2 separate regions of the Sus scrofa genome follow, and region 2 is linked to region 1. A link is a contact called in public HiChIP or PLAC-seq data. All regions are on one chromosome and are shown on one strand. Each heading gives the region's core, a stretch centred on a gene start, on an enhancer-like site or on the middle of the called end of the contact. The rest is flanking DNA. Distances are from core to core; before and after follow the strand shown. Region 1 overlaps HSPA14 (heat shock protein family A (Hsp70) member 14). Region 2 overlaps FAM107B (protein FAM107B).

The links. HiChIP or PLAC-seq counts read pairs in DNA pulled down with a chosen protein or histone mark.
Region 2: a contact with region 1 is called in an H3K27ac HiChIP or PLAC-seq map of alveolar macrophages. The contact joins two enhancer-like sites. A contact is called at or near these places in 1 of 5 promoter capture datasets (liver), 1 of 47 Hi-C or Micro-C datasets (liver) and 1 of 2 datasets of contacts at active chromatin or transcription factors (alveolar macrophages).

Annotation. Positions count from the first base shown.
Region 1 is chr10:46,917,939-46,924,640 of Sscrofa11.1, reverse strand. It overlaps HSPA14 (heat shock protein family A (Hsp70) member 14), which reads left to right. Exons shown (of 14, transcript NM_001243393.1): 6 at 1,658-1,748; 7 at 2,890-2,994; 8 at 4,541-4,702. Among named protein-coding and RNA genes, the nearest start is that of HSPA14, 14 kb to the left of the region's middle. Within about 2 kb of position 4,445, at least 2 of the 83 cell types and tissues checked have an H3K27ac peak or open chromatin away from gene starts, as enhancers often do. A contact at or near this core is called in alveolar macrophages, where this site is marked.
Region 2 is chr10:47,175,646-47,182,158 of Sscrofa11.1, reverse strand. The region is part of intron 1 of FAM107B (protein FAM107B); the gene reads right to left. Among named protein-coding and RNA genes, the nearest start is that of FAM107B, 38 kb to the right of the region's middle. Within about 2 kb of position 4,123, at least 6 of the 83 cell types and tissues checked have an H3K27ac peak or open chromatin away from gene starts, as enhancers often do. A contact at or near this core is called in alveolar macrophages, where this site is marked.

The sequences.
Region 1 (6,702 bases), core at 3,196-5,695:
TGTTTTTATTTTGCTTTTTAGGGCTGCACCCACAGCGTGTGGAAGTTCCCAGGCTAGGGGTCAAATTGGAGCTGCAGCTGCTGGCCTACACCACAGCCACAGGAACACAGGATCTGAGCAGCATCTGCAGCCTACACCACAGCTCATGGTAATGGTAGATCCTTAACCCACTGAGCGAGGCCAGGGATCGAACCACATCCTCATGAATACTAGTCGGATTCGTTTCTGCTATGCCACAATGAGAACTCCAGAAAAGATCTTTTTAAAAGTTAATCTTTTAAAAAAGTTAGAGGTGTCAGAGTTCCCACCGTGGCTCATCAGTAAGGAATCCGACTTGAATCCATGAGGACGTGGGTTCAGTTCCTGGCCTCGCTCAGTGGGTTAAGGATCTGGCGTTGCCATGAGCTGTGATGTAGGTTGCAGACTCAGCTCAGATCCTACATTGCTGTGGCTGAGGTGTAGGCCAGGAGCTGCAGCTCCAATTCGACCCCTAGCATGGGAACTTCTACATACCGAGGGTATGTTCCTAAAAAGCCAAAAAAAATAAAGTTAGGAGTCTCGGATGAGCAGTGAGGAGACCCAATTATGCTAGATCTGACTGGGCTCTTCACTGGCCCTGTGACCTTGGTTAAGTGACTTATTTCCCTGATTTGACTTCTCTACAGGTAATGTAAATGATTTGGGCAAACTCATTATTCTCAAAACTTCTCAACTGAAGTGGCCAAATAAGTTTAGGGAATGGTAAATGTTTTATCTCCTTCAAGACTGACAGTGCACTCTCCATGGTAATATAGGCAGATGAAGCGGGTCTGGTTTTATCACTGCTTCTGGCAAAGGCTCAGAGCCGAGCAGTCCTCTGTGAAACCACTTGAGGGATTCTGGAGCAGATTATTTCCAAGGCTCACTTCAGCTCTAGAATTTGATAAACTTGTGGGGTGGAAGGCAGCCTTTCATCATGTTAGTCTGTCTTCATGTTGATGAATTAGAAGCTCATTCTCCCTGGAACCAGTCCCCTTTGGGAGATGGTTGAAACTTGGAAGCCTAAGAGCTGGGCGCTTTGGCATGTATTTCATTCCATCCACAAACTATACCAAAACCACAAAAAGGAGTGCACAATTTAATAGTGCAAGAGAAGATCAGTGGGGTGGACCAGTTAGGTGATGTGGAAAATCTTTGTGTGAGAAGATCTTTGGCGTGCATTAATAAACCTCAAAAGTGTCACTTGACATTTTTGTATGTTGTCAGAATTCATTTATTTTTTAGGGCTGCACCCACAGCATGTGGAGGTTCCCAGGCTAGGGGTCGAATCGGAGCTATATCCACTGGCCTATGCCACAGCCACAGCAACGTGGGCTCTGAGCTGCATTTGGGAGCTACACTGCAGCTCACGGCAACGCCAGACCCTTAACGCACTGAGTGAGGCCAGGAATTGAACCTGCGTCTTCATGGATGCTAGTCAGATTCGTTTCTGCTGAGCCACAACAGGAACCCCCAGAATTCATTTTTATCTTTTTCTTCTAGTTTTATAGCAGTATAATTGACATACAGCACTGTGTAAGTTTAAAGTATATAGTGTAATGATTTGACTTATGTATATCATGACATGATTAGCAAAGTAAGTTTCATGAACGTTTAAAATACTTTTTTCCACACACAGAAACAGCACATTCTGTCTTGGGCCCAGATGCAAATGATGTTGTTATTACTGTTCCATTTGATTTTGGAGAAAAGCAAAAAAATGCTCTTGGGTAAGTATGGTATGGGTTTCTCTTGTTTAGTTAAAGGAAATAGAAATTTTGCAATATTGCTATATAGTAAAAGGTAAAATTGTGTTGGAAAACTCCTTACACAATGAAATTGTATGTGTAAATACATGTGTAAATATACATATATATATTTACATTTGTAAATCCTGTGGTAAAAAGTATGATAATAATCGTTAGTATTTCCTATATTTTATGAATTTCAAAAAAAACCATAAAATTAGATATACTTTCTTAGCTGTTTTGATTGGAAACATTTTCACTTACTAGGTTAAGATGTTTACAAGCCACGTTACCTTGCTTTCAAGTGATAGAGGCTTATGTGGGAATTATATTAAAAATATGCAGTTGTAGAAAATATTCGCCACTGTTTTTTAACCTTAGCTTAACATCTAAACAAAAAGTTGTATTTAGTTTTTACAGGTCATTCCTCAAACGTGACTGGCAAGCTCCCACACTTTTGCTCTGTGGATAGAGTTCCCTGTGGGGCTTCGCTGAAACACCCAAGTGGCTTCTGGGGCAGAGAATTGCTTTATGTACTTGTACTTGTGGGATGTTAAAACTGTGCCTCTAGGAGTTCCCTTCGTGGCTCAGCAGTTAACGAACCTGACTAGGATCCATGAGAATGTGGGTTCGATCCCTGCTTTGCTCAGTTGGTTAAGGATCCTGAGTGGCTGTGGTGTGGGCCGGGAACCTCCATATGCCGCAGGTGTGGCCCTAAAAAGCCAAACATAAATAAATGAAAATTTTAAAAAATAAAAATAAAATAAAACCGTGCCTCTGAATTAAATAAATTAGAATATTATAGAACGTATTTTAAATATTTCCTAATCTCTCTTTCTGAAGTTTGCAAGCTTGAGCATTTGGGGAGCTTTCTTTTCCTTATTCACTGTAAGCACATGGTACTTTCTTTGACTTCTTAACATTATTTTAAACAGAAAGTGATCTGCTTTTAAGGCCTTAGGCCCATTTCTTATGTTGGGTTATCGTCTAAAGATCATTACCCTTCACGTTCTACTTGTGAAATCTTATTTGCTATTGCATAAAATCTTTAGCAGAGCATTTCTGAAAATGTAGACCTGAACATGTGGTGACACTAAGTTCATTAAAAACGAATTGTCCACAGGGAGGCAGCCAGAGCTGCTGGCTTTAATGTTTTGCGACTAATCCACGAACCATCTGCAGCTCTTTTGGCTTATGGAATTGGACAAGACTCTCCCACTGGAAAAAGGTAAAAACCATAGTTGCAGCTTTAAGTTCTTCAGTGCAGAAAATAGATTATAGCAATTATATCAGTAGAGATTGGTATATTACGCAGTGGTTCTAAGCCTCTGTGGATAGAAAGACGTCAAAACTTTCACCTAGAGTTTTTCAAATAGGTGAGAAAGATGTCCTAGGAAAGCAGAGAGAGGATGTAACAGGAGGGAAGGTTGAGCCTTCCCCCCCCCTTCTCTCATCACCTACACTTTGTCCCTTTAGGGGAGGAAGATTTGAAATTATAAGTCCCTCCAAGTTCCAACTGAAGCTCTAGAGCACTGTTGATTTTACTATCAATTTTCATTATTAAACATGCTTAGGAGGAGTTCCTGTTGTGACTCAGTAGTTTACAAACCCAACTAGTATCCATGAGGATGTGGTTTGATCCCTGGCCTCACTCAGTGGGTTAAGGATCCAGCATTGCTGCAAGCTGTTGTGTCAGTAGCAAATGTGGCTCAGATCTGGCATTGCTGTGGCTGAAGCGTAGGCTGGCAGCTGCTGCAGCTCCGATTCAACCCCTAGCCTGGGAACTTCCAAATGCCTCAAGTGCAGCCCTAAAAAGCCAAAAAAAAAAAAAAGCTTGCTTAGAAACAGTGAGGACTTTTATGTACATTTGTCTTGGCAGGAGAAGGGGAAAATCCAGCATCAAGACTTCGTTTGATAATGAAAGAGTAAGACATACTCCTAATTTAATTGTCAAAATGTGTCTTAATTGACCGGACACATTATACAACTTTAGGGAAATCAATTCATATGTATTAATTTTCCCTAATGGAGTCATTTCATTCATATCTCAGTTAAAGGAACTAATGGAGTTCCCACCGTGGCTCAGTAGAAACGAACCCGACTTGTATCCATGAGGATGCAGGTTCAATCCCTGGCCTCGCTCAGTGGGTTAAGGATCCAGTGTTGTCATGGCTGTGGTATAGACCAGCAGCTGTAGCTCTAATTCATCTCCTAGCCTGGAAACCTCCATATGCTGCAGGTGCAGCCCCAAAAAGCCAAAAAAACCACTAATATGTATAAATCACTAGGAAGTTATTTTTAGGTGGAATATAAATATAGAATAGCAAAAATTTTGAATTTTGATATATAGGAAATTTGTCCCTAGTTTTGCGTATGTTTTATATTTATAGAACATGCTATTGTGTTAGTAGCTAGGACAATTTTAACAAAATTTCTATATTGATTCTCTTACAATTCACTTTAATTACAACTCTCATTTTTATTTACTTTGAGAAGTTAGTGTTTTGAACTCCAGTTACTCAGAAGAATACAGTTTTAGCAGCACAACTAAATGAAAAAGAGCTTTGACTCAGAATCAGAAGATCTGGTTTCTAGGCTTGATTTGTCACTAAGTGATGACCATGGGTGACTTAATTACTCATGTGAGATTTTTCACTTTCCTCATCTGTGATTTAAGGGGATTAATCTAAGTGACGTCTTAGTTGAAGAAGTCCAGCCTGGCTTTGCAGTATTGTGATCCTCTCTTAACTTAGTCATGTTATCTTTTTCTTAAGCAATATTCTGGTATTCAAACTTGGAGGCACATCCTTATCTATCAGTGTCATGCAAGTTAACAGTGGAATATATCGTGTTCTTTCAACAAACACTGATAATAACATCGGAGGCACACATTTCACAGAAACCTTAGCACAGTACCTAGCTTCTGAGTTTCAGAGGTGAGTATTAATGGACTTGATGACCTATTTCATTTGAAGTTTATCTTCAGGTTTAATATTTTTCTTAGTTTATTTGAAATCACCCTTTTTCACAGGAGGACGTGTTTTTTTCTGGTGTACTGGATATTTTCGTGTCTAAGGTTATAAAGTCTGTTCTGGCAGAGGAGAAGCAGAGAAGCCAAGCTTCACAGGGCAGTGTACTTGAATTTTTTACTTAGTGTAAGGGACCACCAGATACTGAATTACGTGAACTTGGATCTCAAGTTCCAGATTCTTCGGTGGCTGCCTTATGTCTGGATGAAGGAAGGTATAGGCACTGAGGCCTCATTACCGTCTCAAGAGTTCTTAGAAGTGTAGAAGACTATGTTATAGTCATATTCCAGTGAATTAATGTCTTACAGAGTGTTTAATTAACAATCTGCTACCATAAGGAATATTTTAGTTTTGTTACTGTAGGTAATTATGCCATTCAAAATCCTAATCTTGTTTGGCCCATCATGACTCAATAGATAAAGGTTATATATGGGACATTATTGCTCTAAAAAGTAGCTGAGGAATTCCCTTGGTAGTTTAGTAGAAACAAATCTGACTAGCATCCATGAGGATGCAGGTTTGATCCCTGGCCTCGCTCAGTGGGTTAAGGATCCCACGGTGCCATGAGCTGTGGTGCAGGTCACAGACATGGCTCAGATCTGGCGTTGTAGCTGTGGCATAGGTCAGCAGCTACAGCTCTGATTTGACCCCTAGCCTGGGAACCTCCATATGCCGCCCATGTGACCCTAAGAAGACAAAAAAAAAAAAAAGTAGCTGAAACATTTTCATCAGTTTGACTAAACTGGGTGAAAAAAGGTCTTGAAAAGGTAATAATTTCTCACTTGTTTAATGAAGTTCTAGAGTTCCTGTTGTGGCTCAGTGGATTACGAACCGACATTGTGTCCATGAGGATGCGGTTTTCAGTCGCAGGCCTCACTCAGTGGGTTAAGGACCTGGCATTGTTGCAGCTGCTGTATAGGTCGTAGATGTGTCTTGGGTCTGGTGTTGCCATGGCTGTGGCATAGGCCTTACCTGTAGATCCGATTCAACCCCTAGCACGTGAACTTCCATGTGCCGCAGATATGGCGGTAAAACAAAATTTTTGTAATTAAAAAAAATGTTTTAAAGTAAAGATCTAGGGGAGTTCCCGTCCTGGCGCAGTGGTTAACGAACCCAACTAGGAACCATGAGGTTGTGGGTTCGGTCCCTGCCCTTGCTCAGTGGGTTAACGATCTGGCGTTAGGTTGCAGACACGGCTCAGATCCCGAGTTGCTGTGGCTCTGGCGTAGGCCGGTGGCTACAGCTCCGATTCGACCCCTAGCCTGGGAACCTCCATATGCCGCGGGAGCGGCCCAAAGAAATAGCAAAAAGACAAAAAAGTAAATAAATAAATAAATAAAATAAATAAATAAATAAAGGAAAAAAAAGAAAAAGAAAAAAAAGTAAAGATCTATACTGCTTTTTGTCATAAAGGTATACTAGCTCAAGGGAGGAAATTGTTGATTTTACTGCAAATTTCAGTTATAAAACATGTTTAGAAATAGGGCCATCAATCACTACTTAGCAAGCAGTTTTAACAGTTAACTTACCTTGCAGGTAGAGGAATGGTAATTTTACATATTTTATGTTTCAAATTTCTTTGAAGAAGCACTTTTTGTTCTAGTTCTTCTTTTTTTTTTTTTTTTTTTTTGGTCGTTTCGTCTTTTTAGGGCCACACCCGCGGCTAGGGGTTGAATGGGAGCTGTAGCTTCTGGCCTACACCACAGCAACAGCAATGAAGGATCCACGCTGTGTCTGCAGCCTACACAACAGCTTATGGCAACGCCAGATCCTTAACCCACTGAGTGAGGGCAGGGATTGAACTTGCATCCTCATGAATACTAGTTGGGTTCATTAACCACTGAGCCACGACGGGAATGCCAGTTCTTCTTTTTTTTTTAATGCTAGACAGTTAATTTTATACCATC
Region 2 (6,513 bases), core at 2,874-5,373, 260 kb before region 1:
GTAATAAAATGGGACTTAAGGGGAAAAAAAAAAAAAAAAAAAAAGATGATGACAGATCCAAGAAATAATTAAATTCAAAGAGGGGTTTCAATTATACATGGAAGAAACCACTAGATATGTCTGGAGTGTATTTCTTTGCCTCCAAAATGCTCAGCTCAACGCATAAAATCTGACTAAAATTAAATTAGAACATTTCCAAATTTAATGACCTTAACCATCATGGACACCCCAAGTAGCATATTCTCAGTTGTTTTAAGCAAAACCTAGAATGCTATTTTTTTTTTTTTTTTGACATGCCCACAGCAGGTGGGAATTTCTGGGCCAGGGACTGAATCCGTGCCACAGCAGAGACTCAAGCCACAGCAGTGACAATGCCAGGTCCTTAACCCACTGCACCACAAGGGAACTCTTAGTAGATCTCTTAATGTTAAATATTATTAAGATGAGCGATTAGTAGTTTCCCATCACAGTTTATTCCTCAAAGTGAGCTTTGCCGATGTAAACAGTCTTGGGAGAGGTTGCAAACATTGCCACAGAGCTGTATGTTCAGCTGGAAATGTCCAAGGAACATTGTATCTTTCAGATAAGTACGGAACTCGGAACTGCTAATTTCCTGCTTTGTGGGTACTTTGCAGCTCATGTAGGCTCCTCAATAATCACCTAATCATATCATGAAGAACATAAAACAAAGAAGTAGCAACACAAGGCAATCCTCCATTTTCAGGGAAATAGACCAGCAGCAGATTTGGGTTCCTGTCCCCAGACAGAGGACAAAAGCCTTAAAGCAGCCATACTCTGGGATGGGAACTACGTGAGCGACGACAGAACAGCGAGCAAACACTCTTTCTAAATCCAGGGGGAAGCGGGAAGCTAATCCCAGAGGTGAGGTGCCCTTTGGATCTCTCAGCAGACACTTCAACTTCCAGCCATAAAACTGTAAAGAGAAATGCCACACCCCTGGACAATAAGGACTCAGAGGCAGTCACTGCAATAACTGAGAGGTTAATTGTGCTAATTTCCAGGCTCTTTCTCAACTCTGAGAGGAGCTCCATTATCATCACTGTAGGATAAGATCCTTTTGCTATTTTACTCAGATAAGAATCCACACTTGGGAGTTCCTGTTGTGGCTCAGCGGTAACGACCCTGACTAGAATCCATGAGGACGCAGCGAATCCATGCTTGCCTGAGGTGCAGCAAAAAAGAGGAAAAGCAAATCACATCCCTGCTATAAAGTTCAACAATCAATATTTTTTGGAATGAGTCTTGAATAAAGTTTCTCTAAGAAATCATTACTATAAGAGTCTGAAAAGTTCTGCAGTTGAAAACAGCCACAGAAAAGTTAAAGAGTTTCTACTGTGGCTCAGTGGTAAGGAACCCAACTACTATCCATAGGAAGCAGGTTTGATCTCTGGCCTCACTCTGTGGGTTAAGGATCCGGTGTTGCCATGAGCTGTGGTGTAGGTCACAGACTTGGCTCAGATCCCGAGTTGCTGTGGCTCTGGCGTAGGTCAGCAGCGGTAGCTCCAATTCACCCCCTAGCCTGGGAACCTCCAATATGCTACAGGTGCAGCCCTAAAAAGACCAAAAAAAAAAAAAAAAAAAAAAAAGTGTGTGTGTTACCCAGACAAAAACTTGAGTGGGGGGAAGGGATCTTTGTTATTACCACTCCCACTATAAAAACTGGGGTTTTCATGTGAAAGATGATCTATAGATGGGGGAAAAGACTTAACAGATATGCTTATTTCTCTATTTAAAAAAAAACAAACAGGAGTTCCTGTCGTGGCGCAGTGGTTAACGAATCCGACTAGGAACCATGAGGTTGCGGGTTCGGTCCCTGCCCTTGCTCAGTGGGTTAACGATCCAGCATCGCCGTGAGCTGTGGTGTAGGTTGCAGACGCGGCTCGGATCCCGCGTTGCTGTGGCTCTGGCGTAGGCCGGTGGCTACAGCTCCGATTCAACCCCTAGCCTGGGAACCTCCATATGCCGTGGGAGCGGCCCAAGAAATAGCAACAACAGCAACAACAACAATAACAACAACAACAAAAACAAAAAGACAAAAAAACCAAAAAAACAAAAAAACTCCCCACCTGGCTGGTTACAGAAGCAGTGTGATCACAGAAAATTTGGAAAATCAGAAAAGCATAACGAAAATAAGATACCCTCTGTGAATGTATTACTCAACATCCATATTTTGATATTTTTTTCAGATAATACAAACACACACCTCTTTTCATTTTTTTAGCAAAAATGAGGATCATACAAGATAGTTTATTACATTTGGAAGCATTTCATCTGTGACAAAATATTCTTAAAATATGGTTGCATAATATGCATTATACAGGTGTATTATAACTGGTTCACCCATCCCTCTTCTGTCCTATTCAAAATGAAGATAACTGAATGAATTTTTACTGTGACGGAGTAAGGAGAGATCATTGCTGTGGTTTCAGAATCCACACTGCACCATCCAGAATTCTTTGAAAACAGTTTCAGTACACCTACCTTTACAGCTCTGTGTGAGACTGGATTTTCTGCATGTACTTTGACCAAAACAACCCATCATCAGACTGAATGTAGAAACAAATAGGAGAACCCAGTTGTTTTCTATTAAAGCTGGTTATGAAATAGCTTTGCAAAAATGTAAAATAATGCCAACCAGTCTCACTAATTTTTTTTAAATTCTGGAAAAAAGCTATTTTTCATTTTAAAAAAATCATTAAAGAAATGTATGCCAATGCGAAATAATGTTCATCTCACTATTTTTTTCCATTTCTGGAAAAAATATTTTTCAACACAAATGGTCTTTAGCTAATATGTAATGCACTTATTGCTATCTTTGCCATTTTAAGTGACTTTTTAAAATGTCTTATTTAAGTCCTAACACAGTAAATAATTAATAGATAATATAGGGAGTTCCCGTCTGGCTCAGTGGTTAACGAATCCGACTAGGAACCATGAGGTTGCAGGTTCCATCCCTGGCCTTGCTCAGTGGGTTAAGGATCCAGCATTGCTGTGAGCTGTGGTGTAGGTTGCAGACGAGGCTCGGATCCTGTGTTGCTGGGGGTCTGGCGTAGGCCGGCGGCTACAGCTCTGATTCGACCCCTAGCCTGGGAACCTCCATATGTCTTGGGAGCGGCCCTAGAAAAGGCAAAAAGCCAAAAAAAAAAAAAAAAGATATTATAACAAGGGGGGGTGGGCTTTGAAGGTCCTCAAATACCTTTTAACAGCATAAAGGGATCCTGAAACCCAAAACTTTTAACAGCATAAAGGGATCTTAAAATCAAAAGGTTTGAGAACCACTAGGCTATAAAATTAAGGGTGTCTTTCACAAGTAAAGCAATGTATTATCTTGTTTGCTTGTGACTGACTTCTGCTTAAAGGGCGACTTCTCTAAGACCTTTGATAAATTGGCAGTCTTCACACTGGATGGAATCCTTCCTCTTCTGGCCCACGTTTAGTCTCTAAATTAATCAGGCCCCCAACTACCTAAATGTATTTTGGCATTCTAGTAACATACTTTTTAAAAGCAGACACTGCAAGGAAAAGAGGATCTTGGAAAATCATCGCTGGAGATCTCTAAACCACAATTACCTCTCCACTGGTTGGTTAAAAAAAACAAACAAAAATTATCAAAACACATCTGGGGTAAGAGCAAGCGAGACTCAATGATAGTGGCTGATGCATACTTATCTTCACAGCTATCGCTATCTGTTTCTACTTCCTTCTACCGAGTTACACAAAGCAATTCTTTGAATTCTGCAAACCCAATGACGCATGCTCGCCCCCAAATTAGCACCGCCAGAACTCAAGAGAAATAAGAAAACACCCCATTGGTGCCTGTTACAACTTTAATTACTAATCAACAACAATCCAATCAAAAGGTTCCAACTATGTTACAGATATTCCTAGCATTTCCAAAACAGGAATTCTTCTAGAGTGTTGTCCTGTTTTTCCAAAACATACAGTCTCTACAAAGGAACATAACAGTCACACTTGAAAAAATGAGGTTGAGGAGTTCCCACTGTGGCTCAATGGATTTAAGTGGGTTGAGAACCCAACTCTATCTCCATGAGGATGTGGGTTTGATCCCTAGTCTCACTCAGTGGGTTAAGGATCCAGTGTTGCCGCAAACTGGGGCATAGGTCACAGATGCAGCTCAGATCTGGTGCTGCTGTGGCTGTGGCTGTGGCTATGGTGTAGGCTGGCAGCTGCAGCTCCGACTTGACCCCTGGCCTAGGAACTTTCAAATGCAGCAGGGCAGCCGTTAAATAAATAAATAAATAAAACAAAAAATCAGGTTGGAAATAAAAAACTCTTTCATTAAAATACATTATTTTTTGAGGGTGTAGCAGGTGTCTGACTTTCCAAAAATGAGGATAAAGCAGTGAACAAAGCCACGTCCTGGAGTTCTCTTTTGGGGCAGCAGATTAAGGATCCAGCATGGCCACAGCTGTGAGTCAGCTCACTGCTATGGCACAGATTCGACCCCTGGCCCCGGGACTCCCACATGACACAAACGCAGCCAAAAACCAAAGAAACAAAAACCCACCAAGTCCCTGCTCTCAGAAGGCTCATACTCTAAGGGGGAAAGCAGATGCTTAACACAGGAGGGGCAATGAAGCACACTGGGTGTAACAGAGGAAGCCCAGGTGACTCTGTGGACAGAAAGATTGTCCATACAGTCCAGGACCAGCCCTTCACAGCCCTGTGGAGGCAAAGACCCTGAGTACAAGCAAGAATGATCAGAAGGAAGAGGGGACTCAAGACAGGAGGAGAGCACAACCAGAAATCCCAACTCGCCTGGCAGAGAGCAGAGCCATTCGCCACAATGGAAGACTCTCAAGAAACAAGCTTGTTGGGTCAGAGCAGACAAGGTCACCATGAGACACTCTGCATTTAGATGCCCATAAAGCACACCAGCGAGCAAATACCATACAGGAAGCCCTGGACGTGAGTGCCCGAGCTGGGAGTCAACACGGGCTAGCTACCAAGACTTGGGAACGCCAAATCCACAAGCAACCAAGGTTATGGAAACTGCTATTCCTCATAGGGTGACAAAGGTGCCCCGCCAAACTCCCAAATAAAAAAGGGTACATAGGAGTTCCCGTCGTGGCGCAGTGGTTAACGAATCTGACTAGGAACCATGAGGTTGCAGGTTCGATCCCTGGCCTTGCTCAGTGGGTTAACGATCTGGCATTGCCGTGAGCTGTGGTGTAAGTCTCAGATGTGGCTCGGATCCCACGTTGCTGTGGCTCTGGCGTAGGGCGGCAGCTACAGCTCCGATTAGACCCCTAGCCTGGGAACCTCCATATGCCGTGGGAGTGGCCCAAGAAATGGCAAAAAGACAAAAAAAACAAAACAAAACGAAAAAAGGGTACATAAAGAGGAGGATGCTACAGAGGAAATGGAAGAGGAGGATGTGGAAAGAGAAGGGAAACCGGGAGAGCACGAGGTCTCAGAAGTGCAAGGATGTGAGAACGTTCTAGAAGGCAAGGTGCTCTCTCAACAGTGGTAAACGGTCAAGTGCAACTGCTGAGAGGTCAAGTGAGAAAGAGCCCAAGGAAGCACCTTCTGGATTTAATAACAGAGAGGGTGGCCTCCCTGCAAGGCTGGCCTCACAGCTGGGGACCTCTGCCGTCCCCCCGCGCCGAAGGGCCACACACAGGGTTGAATGCATTGCTGTCGCCATCCTGAACTTAATAATTTTTGAACAGGGAGCCCCACCCTGTTATTTTGCCCTGAGACCACATTCTGTAGCTAATTCTGCCTCTGAGATCAGTTTCAATAAAGTGGTAGGGATTTTTTTTTTTTTTTAACAAATAAAAAAGAAGATATTGGTTTAAGGAGTGAATGGAAATGAGCAGCCTGAGATGTGGTGGACAGACTAAGGTGACCCTCAGCAATCTCATCTCCCACTGCTCACCCCTCAGTTTAATTCCTTCCTCTGAGTGTGGGCAGGATCTGGGACTCACTTCTAACCAAGAGAGTGAGGCAAAGGTGTCGGGGTAGCACTCCCATGATTCCACCTTGCTGGAATGGCTCTCTCTCCCTCCCTCACCATCTGGGAGGAAGGAAGCTGCCATGCAGTAAGTGAAACCCCCTTTTGTCACAGAAGTTCAGTGACCTCTAGGAACCGAGGGTGACCTAGGTCCCACCACTGCGAGTAAATGCTTTGTGCCAACAACCTCAGTGAGCTTAGCAGCAGATTCTTCCCCGGTTGAGCCTCTGATGAGACCACAGCCCTGGTGCCCTGTGGCCTGCAGCCTGATGAGCTATGCCTGGATTCCTAACCCATGAAAACTCTGAGATAAGAAATGTGTATCCTTTTAAGGCACAAAGTTTATGCTTATTTATTGTGCAGCAGTGATGATTCCTACAAGCCAGAAAGTAGAACATCCTCTCCAAAAGTCTCATCACAGAGAAGGCAGGAGAAAGTGGCAGCTAAGAGAGGAGATACTGGGGAAGGCTTGGGTTTCATGGTGCTTGTTCTATTTTGTTTCTGCTTTAAGATAG